Regions from separate parts of the Pan troglodytes genome. Here region 2 is linked to region 1. Evidence: chromatin contacts called from public Hi-C data. All regions are on one chromosome and are shown on one strand. Each heading gives the region's core, a stretch centred on a gene start, on an enhancer-like site or on the middle of the called end of the contact. The rest is flanking DNA. Distances are from core to core; before and after follow the strand shown. Region 1 holds the start of MB (myoglobin). Region 2 has its middle 32 kb from the start of APOL3.

Region 1 (6,396 bases), core at 1,170-3,669:
GGAAACCTGTAGCTTTGAAGTTGATGGACCTTTTAAGTTTTACCATTTAAGCTAATGGGAAGGCACCGACATCTGTTTGTACTTACACATCTCTACAACAGAGCAGCCTTACCTCACAGTTGCTATGGCTACCTGGAGTCACCAGCTCTGTTTGGGGGCTATTATTATCCCTGTGACAGCCTTCATTATGGCCAGGGCAGAGAAGCTGCAGACACATGATAGGAAAGCCAGGCTGCCTTTGTGTGCAAAACTTTCTACAGCCTTACACGCTCATGCTACACACACGCACACACACGCACGAATGCAGGGCACATTAGTCTGATACCCAGTGGGGCAAAACTGGATCCCACCAAGTCAGACCTCCTCTTTTTCCCTTTCATATCACAGGATCCTTTGAATCCAAAACTGAGACTTGTAGAATCATCCTCAAGGCTCCCAATTCTGGAATCTTGAGATCCCAGAATTAAAATTCTAGAGTGTCAAAGTCTTCAACTTTTCACCACCCGAGAAACTTGGGTTCTAGACTCCAGACTTACAGAGAGCTAGAAGCAGAGAAATCTAGAATTATAGGGCCATAGTATCTTGTGACTAAAAGAGGCCTTCAACGGTATTTTGTCCAATTTCCCACTAAATGTAGTTTTCCCTAAAGATCATCATCTGGCATCTGCTTGAATACTCCTGGGAGTGGTGAGCTCACTACCTAAAGCTTTAAAAATCCTTTTTTATGTCGAACCAAAAGATGCCTCCATGTCACGTGCACTTCCTTGCGGCGGCTCTGCCTGCTGCTTGGGGATATAGAGGCCCAGCTGAGTCTGCCTCACAAGAGAAGGAGCAGGCTCACCCAAGACTTTTCTCGTCCTGACTGAACATCCCAGGACTTCCACTGAGCACCCTCCCCAGGCAAGGCAAGTCGGAGGCCTCAGTCTGGTGGAGAAAGACGGGCTCTGCCATCTTCGGTCTCCAGCCACTCTCACCTCTGGTCACATGCACACAAAGAGAACGCTATAGCAAAGGGGATTCCAGCACCCACCTGCACAGGTTTGAGCCCCTCAGGCAGCTGTGCACCTGGCCCACAATTTTTATGGTCAGAAAATCCAATCTAGGTGACCTAGGAATTTGCCAGCCCTTGGACAGCTGACAATTCCCTTTGGTAAATCTGGGCTTAAGACACCACCAAGGGAGATCAAAGATGTGGCAAGAAGGAGAACTCTGGCTCCTTAAAGCCAGGACTCCCCACGATCTTCACTACTCTCTTCCTCCTCCTTCTGGGAACCAGCCTTTGGAGGCCAGTCTGGGCAGTGCCTCCCTCCTGCCAGCAGGCCCTCCCACCCCACCCCCAGCTTAGCTTGTGCCTCCCTGGCAGAGTCTACCCTCCTGGACCAGCGCCAGGCCAGGGCTCAGAGCAGGGCTGAGGCCTGGGAGTTGCAGGACCTGCTCAAGGCCCTTGATGGGGCAGCAGGACCCCTAAGCTTGCTCCAGACTCCCAGGAACCCACCACCCAGGGCCGCTCCTCTCCAGCCCCTCAGCATCCATCATACTGACCACAGCTCCCCTTCTCCCCAGCTGTCCTCGCAGAGCCTCCAGCCAAGCGGCCAGGGCTGGGGGTGGGGAGAGGTGTCTTATAGCAGCCGGGGAGAGGCACAGGGAACTAAAAATACAGTTTACATGGCAAGGCTCCTCCTCTCCCTGCAGGCCCAGAGGGGCTTATTGGAGGAGGGCTGGCAGGGACACAACATCCTAATCCCCTAGTCAACAGGTGTGGCCTGGGACACCGACCTGCCTCCCCCCTCCCCCCTCCCCAGCCTTGGAGGCTCCGAGTGGCTTCTCCAGCTCCACCATCCACCTGTCACCTGGACAGAGACCAGCCCCGCCTCCACAGTCACCTAACCCCACATCCGCCCATCCTCCCCTTCCTTCAAGGCCCATTGCATAGGAACGGCTCCCCTGCCAGGACTCCTCCCACCCCGCTCTACCCCTTCCCAGCAGATGTGCCCTCTTCCCCACTCTGGCTCCAGCATGGGTGCAGCCTTCTCATCTCTCTTGCTTTGGGGTGCACCTGTCTGGACTGGCTTCTCCCCATTTCTACCCTGTGAGTGCCTCAGAGGCAGGAAGATAAAAGCCACAAACTCATATTGTACTTAGTGCACACCAGGGACACCCCTCCTCCCAGCAGCCCTTTCTTTTGCAGGAGACACTTTTACAAGCCTCACTTTACACTTGAGAGAACTGAGGCACAGAGAAGTTAAGTAACTTACCCAGAGTCACACAGCTAGGAAATACCAAGCCCAAGATTGGGACCCAGGCAGTCTGGCTTCAGAGTCTCTGCTTCATGGCTAAGAACTGGTCTAATTTGGAGTCCTTCCCCCTCACTCTCTCACCTGCTCTACAGTACCTAGCAAAGGACCAGGCCAACATGCTCTTTGATTGTTTATTTTTGGATTGAGTCTGCCCAGGGTTTTGGCTTGCTGGAGGCAAAGGCAAAGACAGTCGGTGACCTTGCCCCAGGGCTGACAACGGGTGCCCTACTGCCATCTAGTGGCAACAAGGAAAAAAGCCTGCACCTCTGCCCTTCCATCTGGGCTCTCCGTTTCTCAGTCCCTCAACCCAGCCAGCGGGGAGGGGTCTTTTTCTGTCTCTATATTCGTTATACTCATGGCGCCTTGCTTAGAAGATCATGGATGGCTTGCCAAATTATTAGAAGATGAATTGTGATCTTTTAATATTGTGATCCAGGAAAAGTGGCATAACTTTCCAAGGGCGCTTTTTTAAAAATCTGTAAAATGGAAATTTTGAAAAGAATAACCTACCTCAAATGTCACTATGAGGACTGAAAAAGGGAGCACTGGCCAGGCGCGGTGGCTCATGCCTGTAATCCCAGCACTTTGGGAGGCTGAGGAGGGAGGATCACTTGAGGTCAGGAGTTCAAGGCCAGCCTGGCCAACATGGTGAAACCCTGTCTCTACTAAAAATACAAAAATTAGCCAGGCATGGTGGTGCACTCCTGCAGTCTCAGCTACTCAGGAGGCTGAGGCTGGAGAATCGCTTGAACCCAGAAGGCAGAGGTTGCAGTGAGCCGAGATCACACCACTGCACTCCAGCCTGGGTGACAGAGTGAGACCCTGTCTCTAAAAATAAATTAAATAAATAAATAAATAAACAAAATTAAGAAAAAGGGAGCACTGAATGTGGTGGATACATAGTGATAAAAGAAAAACTTCAGCCAAATTAAATGTAAAGGAGTTTAACAGAGCAATGAATGATTCGCGAGCAGGGCAGCCTCCCGAGCCAGAGTAGGCCTGGAGACTCCACAGCTAAATGGTGGAAGATTTATGGACAGAAAAAGGAAAGTGACATACAGAAAACAGAAATGAGGTACAGAAACAGCTGGATTGGTGACAGGTTGGCATTTGGTTTATCTGAACATGGTTCGAACAGTTGGCTGCATTTGATTGGCCAAAATGCGGTGATTGGCACAGTGTAGGCTATAGTCTGTCTATACCTCCACTTGTTATAGTTCATGATGTACAGAAAAACTTTTAGGCCCCACTTAAAATATGTAAGGAGGCGGCTAGAGGTTAAACTTTTTTAACAACAGTAAGTGCTCAATAATTGCTCACGGTGATATAAGGTATCCATGGTCCTTGCTCTCAAGGGACTCAAAGTCCAGTGGAGGAGATACCTCAGTGGGATCTGGAACGCAGCAGACATTTCAGCAAAGGCTTTGGAAGGGTGAGAAGGCAGTGCCTAGGCCTGGGAGGTGAAGGCCTTTGAGGGATCAATAGGAGTTTGTTCAGAGGTGATGGCTGGCCTGGATGTGAACGTATGAGGGAGCGTTCTGCAGAGTGTTCTAAGCAGAGGTACCAAACAGTGCTGCAAAAGCCTGCCGGAGACGCGTGGGGCAAGTGGGGCTGTGGGAGGTGACACCTACTGGGAAGAACCTTATGTGCCAGGCTCAGGTGATACCTGAGCAGCGTTTTGAAGGATCAATAGGAGCTTGTTAGGAGCAAAGTGAGGAAGGGATATTCCAAGCACAAGGACCAAGACAAGGACTTGGGGGCTCAGAACGGATAGTCACGTTCCACAGCACTCATGCTCACCTGGTGTGTGCCAGGCTCCGTGCTGGGCTCTGGGGGGACCAAGGTGACACCGGCTGGCCTCCGAGCATTGAGAGGTGGTAGGAGGGAGGGATGTGTGACCTAATGTTGTCAGTACTTTCTGATAAGGGCAATAATCGAGGTCATTCAGCATAGGGCTAAAGGCTTTGGAATGAGACTCCTGGACTCGGCCCTACCATGCACTACTTTTGTGATCCATGAAAAGTATCATAACTTTCCAAGGTCTATCTATAAAGTGGAGATTTTGAAAAGAATAACCTATCTTAAATATCATTGTAAGGATTAAAAGAGGGAGCACCCAGTATGGTGCCTGATACATAGTAAGTGCTCAATAATTGCACACTGTGATATAAGGTAGAGAGAAATCATGGAGTAGGGAAACATTAATTCCACCAAGGAATTAACATGTAACTGAGAAGGTGATGTCCAAGCAAGGTTTTGAAGGATCAATAGGAGTTTGTTAGGAGCAAAGTGAGGAAAAGACATTCCAAGTACAAGGATCAAAACATTCAAGGACACAGAAGTTGGTGTGTTAGGACTAGGTTTGGTTGTTGGTAACAGAAAACTCAAAATAACATGGCTTCAGCAAGAGAGTATTAATTTCTCTTTCATATAGAAGTCTAGAGGCAGGGGATTCAGAGCTGACATAGCACACCACAGTCTCAGGGACCCAGCTTCAATCTACCTTAGTGCTCTGTCATGTTACACATATGGCCTTCACCTCCTCATCCAAGATGGCTGCTTGAGCTCCAGCCATCGTGCCCTCATTCCAACCAGCAGGAAGGAGAAAGGGGTGAAGAAGGTTGTGCCCCTATCTTAAAGAACACTTTCCAGAAGTTGTAATTAATACTTTATCTTGCTGCGCATCCAATGGCCGTACCTCACTGCAGAGGAGGCTGGGATATGTAGTCTTTATTTCTACATGGCCATATCACCAGATAAAAATTGGAGTTTCTACTACTTAGAAAGAAGTGGGGAAGGTATATTTAGATGAAAATGAGCGATTTCTATCATAGGAGACATAAAATAGCATGCTATGCAGGACGCGTAAATATTTTGGTGTTTCCGTGGTAGAAAAAGTGAAGGGGAGAGTGATGATGACAGAAATAAACAGAGGCCAGGCATGGACAGCCTTGGGAGCCACAGACGTGGGGGCGTGTCCCCAGGGAGAGCCACAGAAGGGTTTCCGAGCAAGGGAGAGCCATGGTCTGATTTGCTGTCCTAGAAACATCACACTAATTGCAGATGTGATTAACATAATGGAGGGCACACGTCTGGAGCCAGGAGGCATTTCTCCCTAACATTTTATTATAAAAATTTTCATACATGCAGCAAAGTGGGAAGAATCTCACACTGAAAACCACCTAAACTCTACCACTGGCATTTTACTAAATGAATTTAATCATGTTTCTCTCTCCCTCTACGCACCCATCCATTCTTCTTGTTTTGTGGCATTTTAAATTGCAGACATCTATCTGATTCCCTGCAGAAACTCCATGCAGAAAATACATGACATGAACAAGAGTTCAAAATTTCTTTGCATTTTTTGTTTTGCTGTAAGATGTAAAATTTACATTTAATTGCACACGTCTTAAATATACATTTGCTGAGATTTGACAACTACACTCACTTGTGTAGCTCAAACTGTATTAAGTTAGAGAACATTGTCATCACCCAAAGTTCCTGCACGCCCCTCCCCAGTCAATCCTGGCCCCCTCACCTGCCAGAGACAACCACTGTCCTGAATTTTTTTTTTTTGAGGCGGAGTCTCAATCTGTCACCCAGGCTGGAGTACAGTGGTGCGATCTTGGCTCACTGCAACCTCTGCCTCCCGGGTTCAAGCAATTCTACCTCAGCCTCCGGAGTAGCTGGGACTACAGACACATACCACCACACCCAGGCTAATTTTTTATTTTTATTTTTAGTAGAGACGGGGTTTCGCCATGTTGGCCAGACTGGTCTCAAACTCCTGACCTCAGGTGATCCACCCGCCTCGGCCTCCCAAAGTGCTGGGATTACAGGCATGAGCCACTGTACCTGACCCTGACTTCTTTTAAAACCACAGATTGGTTTGGGGAAGGCAGACATTTGAAAGCCTGTTGGGGGGCCATGTACTGAGTGGGGTGGGGTTCGGAGCTGAAGGAGAGGCAGGGCAGAGGGAGACAGGATTTCCAGGGCTTCCCTGCAGGTTGAACTTGGAGGCTGGAGAGAGTCATTTAACCAGAGTGCCCGTCATCTGCTGCCAGGAGTTGAGTTTCTCGCTGAGTGACCGGGCAGATGG
Region 2 (6,396 bases), core at 2,477-4,976, 480 kb after region 1:
GATTACTTTGTACAAATGCAAATAAAAATGTTAATTTAAAAAAATAGAATGAGGCCAGGTATGGTGGTTCATGCCTGTAATCCCAGAGATTTGGGAGACCAAGGTGGGAGGATCGATTGAGGCCAGGAGTTCAAGACCAGCCTGGCCAACACAGCAAGACCCCATCTCTACAAAAAATTAAAAAATTCAGCTGGGCATGGTGGCGTATGCCTGTAGTCCTAGCTACTGCAGAGGCTGAGGCAGGAAAATCACTTGAGACTGAGAGGTCGAGGCTGCAGTGAGCAATGATGGTGCCACTATACTCTAGCCTGGGCAACAGGACAAGAGAATGAGGCAGACAGGAGCCCAGCCTGGCAGGAAAGGGAGGTTGTATTAGTCAGGGTTCTCCAGAGAGACAGAGCTAATAGGATAGATGTATATATGCAGGGGAGTTTATTAAGGAGTATTGACTCACACGAACACAAGGTGAAGTCCCACAACAGGCTGTTTTCAAGCTGATGAGCAAAGAAGCCAGCCAGAGTCTCAAAACCTCAAAAGTAGGGAAGCTGACAGCGCAGCTTTTAGTCTGTGGCCGGAGGCCTGAGAGCCCCTGGCAAACCACTGGTGTAAGTCCAAGAGTCCAAAAGCTGAAGAACTTAGAGTCTGATGTTCAAGGGCAGGAAGCATCCAGCGTGGGAGAAAGACCATGGAAGGGAGTGAAGGCTGGAAGACTCAGCAAGTCTAGTCCTTCCAAGTTCTTCTGCCTGCTTAATTCTAGCCGTGTTGGCAGCTGATTAGATGGTGCCCACCCAGATTGAGGGTGCGTCTGCCTCTCCCAGGCCACTGATTCAAATGTTAATCTCCTTTGGCCACACCCTCACAGACACACCCAGGAACAATACTTTGCATCCTTCAATCCAATCAAGTTGACACTCAATATTAACTATCACAGAGGGCTTCCAATGCAGTGACGGTTGACACGAGTCCTCAAGGTTAGTTTGCAGGTCACAAGGGAGAGAAGGACAGGAGGCCTGAGGCAGGCAGGACAGCATGTGACAGTGGGCTGTTTGGGTCTTCCTTCCCCAAAGTCATCCTGGGGCGGTGAGATCTCGGGCCATTCATTCCATTGCACAGAGGCATTAATGCAGGCTACCTCCCAACTTGTTCATAAAAATGTTAAGTGATGGACAAAATAATGTCTTTACATTTTTCTTAAACGTTTGGTTCCTGCTGCTGCTTATCTGGTAGAGAGGCTCATCAGAGGAGAAAATGAAGGAAGATTCCCTTGTCAAACATCACACCAGAGAGCAAGCATCTTTGTTCAGCCTGTGAGGATCATCTTTCACATTCAATTTAGAAAAATGGCAGATGTTAATGTTTTTCCTGTTAAGAGATAATTTCTTTTTAAAATGTTTGGTTTTTTTTTCCCCCTTACTATGCCTAGTCCTGCTTTTTATATGATAACAGCCTAGGATTGGAAAGAATGAGAGTTTGGGTGACAGAGATCCTTACATTTGAATCTCAATTCCACTTAGAGGCTATGGTCATGACTTAGAGGCTATATTAAGACCACTTAGAGGCTATGGTCATGACCTTGAGTCCGTTTCCCTGAGTTTCACTGCCTCAGACTAATCATACTGAATAGGCCAGTGTTGCCAAATCCCAGTGCTAGGATGGGGATTAATGAGAAAACATTTGCCAAAAAACCTAGTATACCTTGTATAATACCTGACACGTAGTAGGTGCTCAATAAGTGATACTCATTGATTTATTTATTTATTTATTTATTTATTTTGGAGACCGAGTCTTACTCTGTCGCCCAGGCTAGAGTGCAGAGGCATGATCTCGGCTTACTGCAACCTCTACCTCCTGGGTTCAAATGATTCTCCTGCCTGGGCCTCCCGAGTAGCTGGGATTACAGGCGTGTGCCACCACACCTGGCTAATTTTTATATTTTTAGTAAAGACAGGGTTTCACTATGTTGGCCAGGCTGGTCTTGAACTCCTGACCTCAGGCAATCCGCCTGCCTCAGCCTCCCAAAGTGCTGAGATTACAGTTGTGAGCCACCACGCCTGGTCAATAAGTGATACTCATTGTTAATAACAATTCTAGTTTATCTAAGGATTTAAAGCTGTGTACCTTTCATAGTGTTCTACAAACAGCTTCCTGATTTCCAGGAGCTTTGCTTATATCAGCCAGGATAGTCTAGGTTATGCTGCAGTAAAAAAACAAGCCCCCAGGCTGGGCATGGTGGCTCACGCCTGTAATCCCAGCAATTTGGGAGGCCGAGGCGGGCAGATCACCTGAGGTCAGGAGTTTGAGACCAGCCTGACCAACGTGGTGAAACCCTGTCTCTATTAAAAATTCAAAATTAGCCGGGCATGGTGGTGCACGCCTGTAGTCCTAGCTAGTTGGGAGGCTGAGGCAGGAGAATCGCTTGAACCTGGGAGGTGGAGCTTGCAGTGAGCCGAGATCGCGCCATTGCACTCCAGCCTGGGCTACTAGAGCGAAACTCTGTCTCAAAAAACAAAACAAAACTAAACAAAAAAACCAACCAAACAAACAAACAAAAACCACCAAAAAGCAAGCCCCCGATCTTAGTGGTTCACAACAGCAAAGGCTACTTCTTGCTCACGCTACATGTCCATCATGGGGCAGGTGCATCTCTGCTCTGGTTGTCTTCCCTCCTGGACTCAGTATCATGGAGCAACCACTTTCTGGAAGATTGCTGGTTGCCACAGTAGAGGAAAAGGGTCTTATATCAGCATTCATTGCTGTGGCTTAGAAACGACACATATTATTTCCATTCAAAACTCTTTTGTCCAGAACTGGTTACATATTCCCACCCAACCATAAGGAGACCAGGAAGAATAATCCCACCGTGCATCTGGAAAGGGGAAAAGCCAGACAAATGTGGCCAACAGCCCCAGTGACTACCACCACAGTGCTTTTGAAAACCACTGCCCAGAGCCAGACAGATGGAGGATCAGCATGGCGGTAGGAGGAAGGGAGAAGCCAGAGGGGAATGAGGAGGAGCCAGGGGTGCCTGGTATGGAGGGCCACCCATCCTTGGTCAATGTGCAGGGCTGGGGCCAGAGGAAGGCTGGGCGCCTTTCTCATCTGGACCCAGACCCAGACAGACCCCGGGGCCATTCCGTTCAGCAGGCAAACAAGCCAGTCCCGCTAGAATGTGGCAGTCACAGGCTTTCAACATGGAAGGTGGAGCTGCCTGGACGCTGTGTTTTTTTTCTGTTTGTTTTTTTGAGACGGAGTCTTGCTCTGTCACCCAGGCTGGAGTGCAGTGGCATGATCTGGGCTGATTGCGCCTCGGCAAAATCTCAGCTGACTTGCCTCCCGGGTTCAAGCGATTCTCCTGCTTCAGCCTCCCGAGTAGTTGAGATTACAGGCGCGCACCACCACGCCCGGCTAATTTCTGTATTTTTAGTAGAGACGGGGTTTCATCATGTTGGCCACGCTGGTCCTGACCTCAAGCGATCCGCCCGCCCGGGCCTCCCAAAGTGCTGGGATTACAGGAGTAAGCCACCGCGCCCGGCCAGACGCTGTTTTCCTGGCACTCCACTTCATGAGCAAAACTGTCACAGAGTCGTATTTCCCTGGCTCCACCCCTCCGGCGCTGCTGGATTCCTGAACCTATTCACTTCTTCTGAAGTGCTCTCAACTTGGCCTCCCTGGCTCCTTCCTGGTGCAGACATTTACTCTTCTGCTCCGGCTTTGTGCCTCTGTAAAACTGCTGACGTCACCAGCAGCAGCTCCGACCGCCTGTCCTCCAAGGTCCCGGGCTGCGGCTGCGCAGCGCCGACAGCACGATGCGTGTGCCGACAGCGCCACCTCCTGGCTCTGCCGAGGCTGTTGGCAACACGCAGGGCTCGCAGTGAGCCCGCTTTTCTACTGCAGCCCTCAAAATTCAGCACGAGGCTTGGCTGGGGGAGCTTGAGTGGCTGACACTGTGGTCTGGTTAGTTTCCATTCTGACCCATGCTAGCCTTCTTTCAGATTCTAGAACTCAGTTCTTCTCCGGACCTCCCTCCCAGCCACAAGTCTTTGAATATGCGGCCTGCAGCTGGGCTCCCCTCATCACCGCTCTTCTCCCCAACCTTCTTCATCCCCGATCTTCTCCCCAACCTTCTTCATCCCTTGGCCGATCTTGAAGACTTAGCTGAGGCAGGGCGCAATGGCTCACGCCTGTAATCCCAGCACTTTGGGAGGCCGAGGCGGGAGCATCACTTGAGGTCAGGAGTTTGAGACCAGTCTGGCCAACATGGTGGAACTTTGTCTCTACTAAAAATACAAAAATTAGCTGGGCGTGGTGGCGGGCACCTGTACTCCCAGCTATTGGGGAGGTTGAGGTAGGAGAATCGCTTGTACCCGGGAGGCAGAGGTTGCTGTGAGCCAGGATTGAGCCACTGCACTCCAGCCTGGGCAACAGAGCAAGATCCCATCTCAAAGAAAAAAAAAAGTCTTAGCTGAAACGTCACTTCCTCGACTCCTCAAATTTAGTCAAGCCCCCCTGCTATGAGATCTCTCCCCTTCTTGCTGGACGGGTTGGCAATGCTGGAGGATCTTGAAAGAGGAACACTCATGGGTCAAGAGCATTTCCTAACAGCGATCAGAGGTTTCAGAATCCTCATGAGCATCAGTGCCTCCTTGCTGGAACGCTGCTCACACACTTTGTGATCCTCAGAGGTGAGATGCAGGCCTATTAAACACGCTGGCCTTGGTGAGAAAGCCTCTGTGGGTTTCTTGTTTATCCCAATAAGCTGATTCAGGAAAGGAGACATCTGCTTCCTTCTCTGTTTGCCATGGAGGACTCACACCTTTCTTGTCCCCAGGACAGTGGACATCTGTTTGCCAATGCAGACCTCGTGCTCACTGGAGGCTGGAGAAGGCAGGCCCAAGAGACGTTCAAGGCATGACAGCTACCCAGGAGGCCTCTAGTGCCCCAAGAGCTGCTCATCAGCCCAATTTTCTTCCTAATATTATTTAAAAATTTAAAGAAATTCAGTGAAAGTGTAAGCATACAGGCATAGGTAGTAGGTAAACTAGGATTCACTCTTGCTGGGGGAATACCACCCAGGGTTTGAAAAGATACAGAAGGCAAAAGAAACTGCATTTAGTATAATAAAATACAATTAGGCAGAGCACGGTGGCTCATGCCTGTAATTCCAGCACTTTGGGAGGCCGAGGAAGGCGGATCACCTGAGCTCTGGAGTTTGAGACCAGCCTGGGCAACATGGTGAAACCCCATCTCTACAAACATACAAAAATTAGTGAGTCTTGGTGGTACATGCCAGTCATCCCAGTTATTTGCTGGGCTGGGCTGGGATGGGAGGACTGTTTGGGCTCAGGAGGTCAAGGCTGCAATGAGCTGTGTTCATGCCACTGCACTCCAGCCTGGGTGACAAAGCAAGACCATGCCTAGAAAAAATAAAAAAATTAGCAGCCTATAATTCCAAAGCAGAAAACCAGCTGGCTGGCTATGCACTAAATCTGACCAGCCATTGTGTGTAAGGTGTGTGTGTGCAAATGTGTGTTTGCATATATATCGTTTAAATAGTTACTTTATTTACCAACATTTACATTTAAGGAAATTTCACATCAAATAATCTATAATTCTAGAATCTTCTTAAACATGAGGTGGGCAACATGAGACCCCCACTTCTATCAGTATCCATCCTGACTGGACCCAAGTGGACAGCTTGAGTTTCCAGTTCAATCCAGTTCCTGCCTGGCCTCTGCTGGCCTCTGGGTTTGCAATCCCAACTCCCTACCACCGCCACTACTGCTGAGAGCATCCCCTCTACAGTACTCAGAACCTCACTGGATATACATTTCTTATCCTAAGAGTCACCCTACTATGTGAGGGTTCTGGGAGCAGCTTTGTTCCTGGGAATCTGCAGGCACCTTCCTGCCTTCCTGCTGTGGTCGCCAGGCACAAGGAAAGAAAGAAGGGGCTCGCTTATTACAGTAGGGAAAACATGCGATGAATTCTCTTCTAACCGCGGTGCAGAAATTCTCCTAATGAGTCCTGGGGTGAAATGCAGGCCTGGAAGCGAGGTGAGGCTCCTCCCCACCAGCATCTAAAAAGGCGGCTCCCTGGAGCCACAGGATTTTTCCCATCAGCCATGGGACCAGGGCAGCCCGCCAGCCTCCCCAGCTGCCAGACGCCGGTAGAGACCTGAGACAGAGGGCAGGTGAATGGAGCGGGAGAGGAGGAGAGAAGGGACACCAGATGGGGTCTGAGGAAGAAAGAAGGAAGAAAAAAAGATACCTTGATGGGGAAGGGGAAAGCTTTAATCTGCTTCTCAATCACGAAGTAGGTCTGCTTCTCAATCATGCAGTAGGGAGTGAAAAGCACGGGTGGGGCTTTTAAGGCTCAGGCACTCCACCCACCAGGACA

The links. A called contact is a pair of places that touch in the nucleus more often than the background predicts.
Region 2: a contact with region 1 is called in a Hi-C map of stem cell-derived neural progenitor cells, with 5 times the contacts expected there. The contact joins the enhancer-like site here to the promoter of MB in region 1. A contact is called at or near these places in 3 of 7 Hi-C or Micro-C datasets (induced pluripotent stem cells and stem cell-derived neural progenitor cells) and 1 of 1 other capture datasets (stem cell-derived neural stem cells).

Annotation. Positions count from the first base shown.
Region 1 is chr23:37,721,481-37,727,876 of NHGRI_mPanTro3-v2.0_pri, forward strand. It overlaps MB (myoglobin), which reads right to left and starts at 2,420. Exons shown (of 4, transcript XM_024352895.2): 1 at 2,256-2,420.
Region 2 is chr23:38,203,800-38,210,195 of NHGRI_mPanTro3-v2.0_pri, forward strand. No RefSeq gene overlaps it. Among named protein-coding and RNA genes, the nearest start is that of APOL3, 32 kb to the right of the region's middle. Within about 2 kb of position 3,727, at least 11 of the 24 cell types and tissues checked have an H3K27ac peak or open chromatin away from gene starts, as enhancers often do. A contact at or near this core is called in stem cell-derived neural progenitor cells and stem cell-derived neural stem cells, where this site is marked.